2 separate regions of the Mus musculus genome follow, and region 1 is linked to region 2. The links are chromatin contacts, called in public Hi-C maps. All regions are on one chromosome and are shown on one strand. The core of a region is the stretch at or near the end of the contact, and the rest is flanking DNA. Distances in the headings are between cores, read along the strand shown. Region 1 overlaps Prkg1 (protein kinase, cGMP-dependent, type I). Region 2 overlaps Prkg1 (protein kinase, cGMP-dependent, type I).

What was found. A called contact is a pair of places that touch in the nucleus more often than the background predicts.
Region 1: a Hi-C map of cortical neurons shows a contact between it and region 2, with 2.0 times the contacts expected there. A contact is called at or near these places in 1 of 484 Hi-C or Micro-C datasets (cortical neurons) and 1 of 9 other capture datasets (embryonic stem cells).

What each region holds. Positions count from the first base shown.
Region 1 is chr19:31,179,606-31,185,486 of GRCm38.p6, forward strand. The region is part of intron 3 of Prkg1 (protein kinase, cGMP-dependent, type I); the gene reads right to left. Among named protein-coding and RNA genes, the nearest start is that of 8430431K14Rik, 34 kb to the right of the region's middle.
Region 2 is chr19:30,955,892-30,962,113 of GRCm38.p6, forward strand. The region is part of intron 4 of Prkg1 (protein kinase, cGMP-dependent, type I); the gene reads right to left. Among named protein-coding and RNA genes, the nearest start is that of Cstf2t, 120 kb to the right of the region's middle.

The DNA.
Region 1 (5,881 bases), core at 131-2,630, 220 kb after region 2:
TGGTAACTGTATATGGGATAGATACCCAGGTGGGACAGCCTCTGGATGGCCTTAGCAATAATGTTCTTCTTATCCACCATATAACAATGCCCTAATCAACAATGTGTAGAATATGATCAGCCCAATGTAGAACATGAGCATGAACATGTCAAAGACACACTGGCTCTCACACTCTCCGTCCCAAGGGCAGAGACAAGAACAGGTGATAACATAAAAACATGATAAACAAACGCTTGCTAGTGTATGCAATGGTGTCATCGTTTGGAGGCTAATTATGGGATGGATCCCTGGATATGGCAGTCTCTTGATGGTCCATCCTTTTGTCTCAGCTCCAAACTTTGTCTCTGTAACTCCTTCCATGGGTGATTGTTTCCAATTCTAAGAAGGGGCAAAGTGTCCACACTTTGGTCTTCGTTCTTCTTCAGTTTCATGTGTTTTGCAAATTGTACCTTATATCTCACTATACTAAGTTTCTGGGCTAATATCCACTTATCAGTGAGTACATATTATTTGAGTTCTTTTGTGATTGGTGTTACCTCACTCATGATGATGCCCTCCAGGTCCAACCATTTGCCTAGGAATTTCATAAATTCATTCTTTTTAATAGCTGAGCAGTACTCCATTGTGTAAATGTACCACATTTTTTGTATCCATTCCTCTGTTGAGGGGCATCTGGGTTCTTTCCAGCTTCTGGCTATTATAAATAAGGCTGCTATGAACATAGTGGAGCATCTGTCCTTCTTACCGGTTGGGACATCTTCTGGATATATGCCCAGGAGAGGTATTGTGGGATCCTCTGGTAGTACTATGTCCAATTGGAAAGAGAGGCCCACTGGACAGGCAAACTTTATATGCCCCAGTACAGGGGAACGCCAGGGCCAAAAAATGGGAATGGGTGGGTAGGGGAGTGGGGGGGGGGTGTGGGAGACTTTTGGGATAGCATTGGAAATGTAATTGAGGAAAATACGTAATAAAAAAAAACTTTCCATAAAAAAAAACCATGATAAACAAGTTTTGAAAGAAAGGCAGAAACCCTATCATCAAATAATTCTATAATCTGAAGGATGTAAAACTGCATCTAGTCTGCATTCTTCCCAAGGTATATACATCAATTTAAGGATAATAGTATGCACCTCAAACAAGCAAGTGCCCTCCCTGTCTGAGTGTGTTTCAGAGCTTGGGTTGAAACGCACTGTGTACTTTTGCAAGGCATGCAAACTCAAGTCGCACAGATACGTGTGTATACATAACAAATTTTAAAAGCAAAATTACAAAGAGGAAAAAAGCTTGCTGAAAATAAAACAGCATCTCGTAGCCATGGCAACCCCAACTTTTAAAAAAAGCAACCTTAAGCAAGAGGAGCTCCTCAAGAGCTACATCAAGTTGTTATAGCAACCAAAATATGGCTCTACAGAAACAGATTTGCATGAGAGTAGCCTGAAGGTTATGATGGTAAAAGACTATTACAAAAATATGTCTGGGGGGGGGGAGGAAGGTTTATTTCTCTTGCTTTAATCAGGACATATCCTCTGATTTATTAGAACAAGATCCCCAAACCCCACCCCACCCCTGCCTCACCCTCTCCCCTAGGGGATCCTAATGACATACAGCTGCTATGGTGACAAGGAATGACAGGTTTTGTGATATCTGCTAATAACCAGAAAGACCAAAATTAGTTCATAAGAACAAAATTTTGATCCCTATGGTTAAAAAACTACAACAAATAAAAATAGTAACAAGTAGTTGGGATGGGGTTGGAAAGACCTAAAAGAATGTGTGTGAAGTGGATTCTTAAACGAGGCAGGGCTGACATTTTGAATGTTTGTAGTGTATTTCAACAGCAGCCTTAGCTACTACGAACACCAACTTCCTGTCCTAGAAGTCACCATGCCCTGCTCCCTCACATAATGACAAATCTTCCTCAGGGAAGAGGGTAGCTTGTCTATCCAGTGATGGCAACCTTCGAGACAGAAACAGTTTATCAGTGCTACAACAAAGCTCACAAAAAATTAAGCTGGCGAGTTAACCATCTTTTTTTTCAAGGACAGACCTACCAACCTCCTTCTATTCCTCCACTTCATCCAGCTTGTTGCCTGAGAACAAACATATTTATCAGTTTATCTCAGCTCTCAACTCTGGCATACGATGCTCTTTCTGCTTCAGAATATCTTTTCCTCTCATCCCAGGGCAAATTCAAAGATCCTCTGGAACTGGCCTAAGCCTTCCCTTCAAATTCTTATTATGTATGTCTCACAGTTGTTTCTACTTCAACCTAAGATTTCATTTGGAAGAAACAATTATACTACATAAAGTGACCATCTGTCTGTTAGTCAACCACCCAAAGTATCTTCAACTATTATTTACCGATTTCAGCACTTCAGAGGCATTGAAGATGCCATGCTCCACTTATATTCAACATCATGTGGCTTGTGGCCATGGACTCTTTCATTGAGGATCCACATTCAAAGAAAATGAAAACTCAATTGGTCAGCTTCTATTGAGTGAATGCAGGACAGGTGATAGATAAGAAGGCTAGAAAGACGGAGGTGCTGTTGGCTGAGCCTGAATGACTTACTGCAGCCTAGTTTCAAATGCTGATAAGTTAGAACTCCAGATGGTAAGTTCTTTATGAGCAAAGAACTGTTTATCTTTTGTGGTTAGCACCGCACCTTATCCAAAGCAGAAAAAAAAATAAACAATGAGAGACCCTCTTATTTAAGGCCAATGTAGTGTGTTTTCTCACAGTGATGTCATGTTGCCTTTAACTGATATATGGTTATTAATACTTTATGGATGTGGTTTCTTCTAGTTTTTTTTTTTATCAAATTTATCTTACCATTTTCCCTCATATATCTAAATAATTTAAGAAAGCAATTTTGAGCATTTCCATTTCTATTATGCTTCTTACTGATTTTCTGTAACAGTTATTCTTTTGAGGGATATCAGAGTATTTTTTGGTTTTTATGTATGACACACATTCTTTCCCCTCTGTGACTTCTAATATAGTTGTCACAACTCTAATACTTTCCAGAAGATCACACACACTGCTATAAGCAGGACTCTGACAAAATTTAACAGAATCAGAATAAAAAACTTAAGAAAATGTAAAAGTTTTAAAAAGGTGATTTTTTTTTTGTTTTTCTCATCAGAAAAAAAAAAACAAAACAAAACCAATAATGACACATGAAAGACCTAACAACCATAAGTTTTATTCAATGGGATTTTACAATTGAGTTATAAAGAAAGATAAGATATGCCAAAGGGTTGGACAGAATACATTACTCTTAAATATCCCATTTGTTATTCAAAACAGATGGCTTCCTCACAGTGCAAGTGCTCAATGGCACTCAAATAAAGGGCCCTCAAGAGCAAGAGTATCCACACAGAGTTGGCAAGGGTCATTTTACAACTTCATGTGATTGGCAAGTGATCAGGACTGGAAAGAGGCTCTATTGATACCCTCTAACTTTCAGACAGGGTCAGTGTGCTACTAATATCGAATTAAAGGGCAATTTAAAAGGACAGTAGAAAGTTTAAACAATTTAGATTTTGTCCTTACAAATAATATATATATATATATATACTTTAGAAGGTCAGCTTGGTTTTCTTGCCAAGAACAAATCAAACCTGCTAGGATAAAAGTGAATATGAAAGAAAATTGAAAACTCAGATTTTTTTTTTCCTAAGCCAAGACGAGTCTCATTAAAGAAGGCTGTTTCCCCCAAAGTTTTGTGCAGGGACAACAAATATGCCTTCTGCCACAAGACAAAAACATAGGTCCAGCTATACCAGCAACCTTTCTTTCTTCTACATTACACACATCAAATAGAGAGATAACTTGCTGGAGCCCGGAGAGGTGGTTTGAACAGCACCGCCTATTGCTATTCATTATTCCAGCTTGAATAGGACTTTGCTGTTTCCCTGGAAAGGGCATTTTGGAAGCAATTTTAAAAACTAGCTGCTGGTTTTTCACTTTTATCATTTCCATAGCTTTCAAATCACCACACTGATTCTCACTTACATGGTATTTTCTCCAGCTTAGAAAATGGAGAGATGGAGTTGTTGAGATCAGCCAAGTTGGGGGTGGGGTGGGAGAGAGAGAGAGAAAGAGAGAGAGAGAGAGAGAGAGAGAGAGAGAGAGAGAGAGAGAGAGAGAGAGAGAGAGAGGCTACAATGAAAAATACCTGCTTATGACCACCACACAAAAATATACTGCACTAGAATAATTTTGGATGCAGGCAGCATGTAACTGCTTGGGAAGGAGAGGGGCACCGAGGCAGTAGTTGGGTTCTTCTTCCTCCACTCTCAATTAGAGGATGATGGCACTAGCAGAATTTTAAACTATACCTCTGGTTTCTCTTCCAGGTTAGAAGACTTTCTTGGGAAAATGGTTTCGTAGAACCTTTAATAACTGCAACCTGGCTTCATTAGAGGATAAAGAGAGTTGAGAAGAAACACCATTGGGAAAGGTTTCTGAGTCACCAAACTCTGTGCTCATGAATGTTTGCATCCATTCACTTGTGAGCTATTTTCTGAGTAAAATCATCACCTCAGATATTATCTTGGGAGTCAAATACACAACAAAAGGTACATGATTCCTGCTCTTATAGTTTGCAAAGCGCCGGAAATTAGTCAATCACACAGATAAAGAATAATGTCAGAAGTGGGCAGTAGGAACATATATCCTTATAACAGCAGTAGGTTTCATAATACCAAAGCCATCTTCTTTGAATTGAGTATAATAAGGGAGAAGATAGTCCCAAGCCACTGGAGTCTAACACATGTCACAATTGGTCATTTGCATGCTAAAATAATGCCCATTGTATGTTTTAAAGTAGATTGGCACTGCACTCCTGCTAGGCCATGGTAGTCTAGGAATGAGTAAATGAGAACTTGCCAGGCATGGCTTGATTTTGGGAATATGGTTCTAATGTGTCAAGTCCATTGTAATTTTACACATTATAATAAACTAGGCATTGATGATATGGTTATTGTAATGAATATAACATGCTCTGTGGTATAAGACTAATAAACTATTTGTTACATACCTTCAAAACTGTTTATAGTTTATAGCTTCCTGAAGAAAATGTCTCAATAGCTTAGGCTCAATAGCTACTTAGTGATGAAACTACTTTGTACCTTGTTGGTGTTGTACTTTCTGGGAAGTATGCCATGTTGCTCAGACTTGCATTGTCTAACTCAAGTCTAAATACATTAATAGGATCCAGTGCTTTTACCACACTGAGCCATATTTTTCGAAGATGCTTCCTAATCACCCATTCAAGATGTTTGTTCAAAATATTCTTGAGCTCTTGTCCAAGTCTACCCCATCAATAGTTTGAGAGCCATGAGCACGTTCCATACCACCAATTTTATACTCAGGCCCGGCCCTGGTTGGTAGAATCTGATATTAGTCTCTGTCTCATCAACCTGTGGCTCTTCCTTCCTCTCTGCTCTCGGTTGTCAGCTCAGTTTAATAGCATAGAGCTTCTGCTTTGGATTACTGACTCCCACTGCTGTCTTACCTCTAGAAACAAGGATCCAGCCTGACACTCCAAAGAGATGTTTGGCTCCTAAATAATGAGCTTAACTCTCAGAGGTCCCATCTCCTCGAAACTGTATGTTGTTTACCATGTCCCTTGCCCTGATGTGCTTCAGTATGATAATAGGAAGTACAACTCAGCCCTGATGGGAATGACTCAGACAGAACATTACAGAGTTATGATCTAGCCACTTGCTAATCAACAATGGGGCCAGCAGCGTCATCGCAACAATTGTCGGAAATGCAGGATATTAGATACAGTCCACCTGAGATCTATAGTGGTAGGCTGATAATGGCCCACAAAGGTATGTCTCTGTCATAATCTCCACAAGGTTTGAA
Region 2 (6,222 bases), core at 3,485-5,984:
TTTTATACTCTACTCCCTTGCTTAGATCTCTCACTCACTGCTGCCATCTTGGTTCTCTGGTTCCACACATTGTACCTCTCAGATGAATCCCTCACTCATACTGTGACATCTCTGTAATTAGACACTGACTTACAGTCACTGAGTGAGTCTCGATTCCTTCTTCATGTCCTCAACTCAGTCACTCGGTGACAGCTCATCACCCTTGACACTATTGCACAAAGTTGGAAATGAACCACTCCTAATTGGTCTTTATTTCCAGCAAATGGTCAATTGGGAAAAAAATAGTGAACAATAACAAAACAAGAACTATTTCTGAAATGATACCATTTAAAAACCACTTAAACTGACTCGTTCACGAAGCAAAGGAAACTTCGTGAACACAGCAATATAAACAGCAAACCCTTAGGATGAATAACATCATTTCCTTCTACAAATTGTTCTCTAGTCCTCTTTTAATCTTTTCTCACTCATTCCTGTAGAGTAGAGCAGTAAACTTAAGCAAAATGACACAAAACGTAAATTTGGTGATCCTGGACACATTTGGACAATCAATCTATAATTTTGTTGTCTATTCAATAATCTTTTATAAAATCTGTAAAAAAATAAATTACTTGTACATTCAAAATGCAAGTTGGGTCAAAAATAAAAAGTGGGTCATGGCATGAAAAATTTGGGTTGGCACCCCCTCCTCCAAGCCAAGTGGCACTGTGCATTATTTCTCTTCAACGGATGGGGTAGCTCCTTACATCAGTGTGACAGAGAATGGTGGAGGTACTCAAGGCAAACAAGGAATTAGGGATATGACTGCTGTTACTTAATATTTGACCCATTCTTTTTATTCCAAATTTATTTAAATACAACACTTTATCAGACTGAAGAAATGATAATGGAAGCAAGTCCTCCTTTGACATTAAACATCCTACCCATCCTTATTAAAGTAGATTCTAAATGGTCACTATGGAAACAAAATTGCTACAATTTAACTTGGTACATGCTGACACAAATGGACTGGCCATCCTGACACTCAATCTGTTCATATCATGCACTTAAAAAAGGAAATAGGACTGGAGAGATGGCTCAGCGGTTAAGAGCACACTGACTGCTCTTCCAGAGGTCCTGAGTTCAATTCCCAGCAACCGCATGGTGGCCCACAACCATCTGTAATAGGATCCAATGCAATCTTCTGGTGTGTGTGTATGAAGACAGCTACAGTGTATACATATACATAAAATAAATAATTCTTTTATTTAAAAAAAAGGAAGTCATTTGTTTTCTCTGAGAAACAAAAGAAGTGAAACTTTTTAATGCATAGAGAAAGAATTCTGCTGGGTGTGGTGGTACCAGGCATGTACCTTCAGCACTTGTGAAGCTGAGTGCAAGAGAACATACTGTGAGTTCAAGGCCACTGTGAACTATATACTCAACTTTTCACCCAACATAAGCTATGTAATGAGAAATTGTCCCATTCAAAAACTTAGAATTATTAGAAAATCAATATTTAAGCTAAATTAGGAATCAAGCACTTTCTGATCAGTGAGCGCATGTCAAGGCACTGTTGTCTTCTGGACATAGCAAGTCAGCTGCACATATAAAACTCCATGGCCACACAGTATGTAAAACACCTGTGTACACACACAGCAGACCACATCTCAACATGAAGATGGGAGATAGGTTCACACCTGAAGCCATAGAACTATTGGCAATTGTTAGCTTCTGGGAGAAAGGGAAATAGCTTTTTCTAAGTGCAGCCCCTGGCAAGTCAACTGTACTCTAGTGGAAAAGCACATCTCCAAGGATACTTGGGCAGTACAAACTGATCTTGAAGGATTAAAAATAACTTGGATGGAAAGAGGGAGTATGTCTGAGAAGATTGATGGAGAGGGCAGTGGATATGATCAAAGCATGTTGTATGAAACTCTTAAAAGAAGTAATAATTCTTTGAAAGTCAATAGTTTCCCTAAAGTTCAGATAAAAATAAATACATTGAAATATTTACAACTATAAAACTTATTGAGGATTTGAACTACAGTGTTATTCATGGTGATCATTTGATCTCAATATCCACCAAAGCTTTAAGTAAATTCTATAAACATTATAATCTTTAATTGAAAGCATAAAATTATCCCATGTTGTATAGAGTAAAAACTGGACATAGCACTAAGTGAGAAAATGTTATGTGGCAGCAATATTTCCTTAAGGCCATCATATAATTTTTATGTGATGATGCTCTTTTAACAATTTAAAATTTTTAAAATATATGACATACAAGGACACACTATAGAAGTCATCCTTTGAAGAGCTTCCTGTACACAAATATATACTCAATATGCACCTATACACAAATGCATGCACATGTACACACATACGTGTGCATAAACTCATAATCTAACATAAAATTCTTGCAGTCATCCCTAATCAGCACAAAAGCCACGCAAATACATAGAACAAACCATTGTTTCTCATGAGTAACGAATCAAAAACCCCAGTGCCAAGAAGTGTGCTTGCTAGTACTGACCAAGGCCATAAGCATCGTCCACAAAAGCTAGAAGGAAGTAACTAGAAACATGGATAAGAGGGAGCGCTCTGCCCCAGCTACCTTCTAGTGCAGCAAATAGACTACCTTCACTAAGCTAAGTTTGTATAAGTCAGATGGAGAGGCCATTGGCTCGGAGCTTGACCTTCAGAGAACACAAGTCATGCAATTCTACCTTAGCAATCTTAGATTAACCTCTTCATTCATGTGTAGCTGGTAGACTGAAAAACCATTGCCAGGAATGCTAACTGTAGGATCTAAGCCAGACACTGTTGTGACTATTACGTCAAATACGGGATGCAAGTCCAGGAACATGTGAATCAAATTATGACTTGGGAACTACTTACACAATGAAAGAGTCCAGCTGACCCATGTCCAATCTGTGTTCCACTCTGAACAAGGTCTCTTGAAGTGCTTGTTATCGTTATAAAGAGTCCACATATGGTTTCAAAATGTGAAAACTATATATTTTATTTTATTATTGTTTGAATAAAATCAATCATAATGGAAAATTATCTCGCTTCAAATATCTTATATCAGGGGATCAGGGGCTGAGAGATGGCTGGCTCAGCAATTAGGGTACTTGCTTCTACTTTCCGCACACATCCCTGGAGCCTGGTCTCCAGCAGAGTTCATACTTAATGAATGTTTGTTACATGTAACGTGAATTACACCATAGTCACTTTTAAGTGGTACAGAGAGACTTGCCCCCTGGAATTAGGCTGCAAGAGGACCAGAAGACATTCTCAAATTGCTGCAGTGTTCTTTGAGAGGAGATAAGCTCTTTACCACTGGAAGGATTTGCCTACATTTGACATGACAGTTTGACTAAAGCCATTCATCAGTGGGGATCAGGAGATGATGAGATGAACTCAGATCTCTGCTGCTCTGAAATGTGAGAATTCAGGCTGTTATTTCCTACCCACAAAAAGTTTGTATTTTAACTACACTGTTTATTGACTAGAGTGTTACAGGCTGTTAATTACACTTGCTTCTGTTTAGAATAGCAGCTTCGACTGGAGAGATGACTAAGAGAGTGGTTAAGGAAACTGACTGCTTTTCCAGAGGTCCTAAGTTCAATTCCCAGCAACCACGTGGTGGCTCACAACCATCTGTAATGGGATCTGGAGCCCTCTTATGGTGTGTCTGAAGACAGCTACAGTGTACTCAGACATAAAATAAATAAATCTTTTTTAAAAATTAAATTAAATACCAGCTTCAGTGAACACAGAAAACCACTGAAAAACAAAAAACAAAAAAAAAACAAACAAAAAAACCAAACCTATGCTCCGAACCTCGAGAGGAACTGCAGGATTCATAAAGTTAGTTATTAGCTGATTCATGATTATAAGGTGTGTTAGAATCAAAAGAATTCTCAGTCATATTTGAAGTATAATGATGCAATATGCCTTTTAGGAAATGGGACATTAGTTTAACAAGAAATCTCTTGGTCATATGAAAACAAAACAACAGAAAACAAAATCAAGCAGCTTCCGAGCCCCTTAAGATCCACAGATGCCTTATTATCGGCTCCCACCTGCGGTCCCTGCTGCAGAGTGCCACTTCCCATTTGTGTAGACCACTGTTCTTGGTAACAAGCTGCCTCGAAGCAGACACATCAATTTATCATTTTAGCAAAGTCTCAGAGTACTCCACAGATGGACGTTAGGGAGAAGAGGGATGGTCTGCCACCTGCATTTGGCAAATTATTTGTTCCTGATCTACTGATCTAAATTAAAACTGGATCTGAAATGCCTGGGAATAACCCAGAGATGGCACTCACTGAACTCTGCCCGTTGAAGCGACACTCCCAGGGATTACAAAACAAACCTGTGTGTGGCATCTCTCAACTATACACTAGACTGAATTGCTTCTGAGAAAAACAAAAAACAAAAAACAAAAAAAAACAGGAAGACATTTCTATTGGTTAATAGGGACAGTCAAATGGAGCCATTCCCTACGTTTTTCCAGGGTGGCTTCATGGGACCAGGTCAGTAGAAGCCACAGACACATATTCCTGACGTTGACCCCAGGACCCCCATTGGAAGGCAGGGTAGCACCTGCTGCAGGAAGGCAGCAACCCTTCCCTTTATGGTTTTATGTTTTGCTGAACAGCCATGACTTCCAAGAAGCATAGACATCCCAATCAAAACCACACCCCTGCGCAGCACAGCTGTCTGCCTGGCTATTAGTACATTGTTTGCCAGTTCCATACACGTCTCCAAAGATGAGTGATTTTTCAGAAACACAGCCTGTTCTGAAGTACAGTCAGTGAGTCACAATTTTCTGCTGACCATGCCATTGCCATTTCTGTCTCTTTCTTATTTTAAGTACAGACACGGGAATCATTCCCCACACAGAGCACTGAATTAAATGTTTCTGCCAAACACAATAGGGGTGGGCATGAGGGGAGTGAGTAGATGTATTTAATTGGACTGAATCCCATCACTTTATATGTAAAAGCGAAAATACACAGCAGAACGTTGAGTGCAGAAATGGACTGGAGAAGTGATGTGCTTAATAAATCAACCATGTGTATTTCATCTTTATTTCAAGCATGATTACAACCCTGAAATACCTACTCAGGCATCTATTGAAAAAAAAAAAAACAAAGAGAAAAAAATAAAAAGGGAAGGAAGCCTTCCTTAGGTCAATGGTTATAAGAACGTTCCTTCTCATATGTTTCTCCTGATAAGTCGGTTCATGCTACAGCAGGCTATTAGTAATCTAGAAATTACCTAATTATACCCTGTGCATTCCAAGAACTCAAAAAGCTGAAAAGATTCCAAATACATCCCTTCTTTTACCCCTAAAGGGAGAGAAGAAGGTAAAGAGACTTTAAGACACCATCAGGGAAGCTGCTAGTTCACTGTGGAAGGATGCCTTGGAGGCAAAGCTATTTCTATGGCTCAGGGGAGAAAGCTCCCTCTGGAGACACATGCATCAGAATAGATCCCACTGACTCTCCAGGACACTTTCTTAGAGAGATTTTTCTGCCTAATAGCAAAAATGTGGAACAAAGCAGTTGTGATGAAATACCTGAATTTTTCAGCTTCATTTTAGTACTCTTGACAAAATAAACCAAAAACAATGAAATCTTCCTACAAACTCTTGGGCAAAATGTTTTTTTAAAGTTCCAGACACAAATATTGCTAAAATTATACCATACCTTTTGATTTTCGCCCAAATCTTACCCATTAGTTATATATTCCATCACTGTCCAATAGCTTTCAACTAATGAATGATTTCATATTTACAGTTACTTTCATGAAGTATATCGATACCAAACTCACCAAGAGCATTTATATGAAAAGAACTTGGTTTTCAGGCTTTCCAAGTAGCCATGGTATTAAGTGCAGCAAGCCTTAAGGAACTGGAGAAACACCCCCATCCCACACAGGGCAGTGTGCCATTTAGAAATACTTGTCTAACAGAAAAGCTCAGGGTGAGTTGAAAATTAATACGCATCATTTACAAACCAAGGAATTTTTTTTACATTTTTCCATTATTTTAATATTTTATTTATTTATTTACAATCCAGATTTTACTCCCCTACTGGCCCACCCTTCAACTGTTGCACATCCCATATCTCCTCCTCACCCCAACCCCTGTCTCCACAAGGATGTCCCCACCACCCACCCACCAGACCTCTAAACTCCCTGGGGAAGAAGCTGGGGAGGTGGGGGACC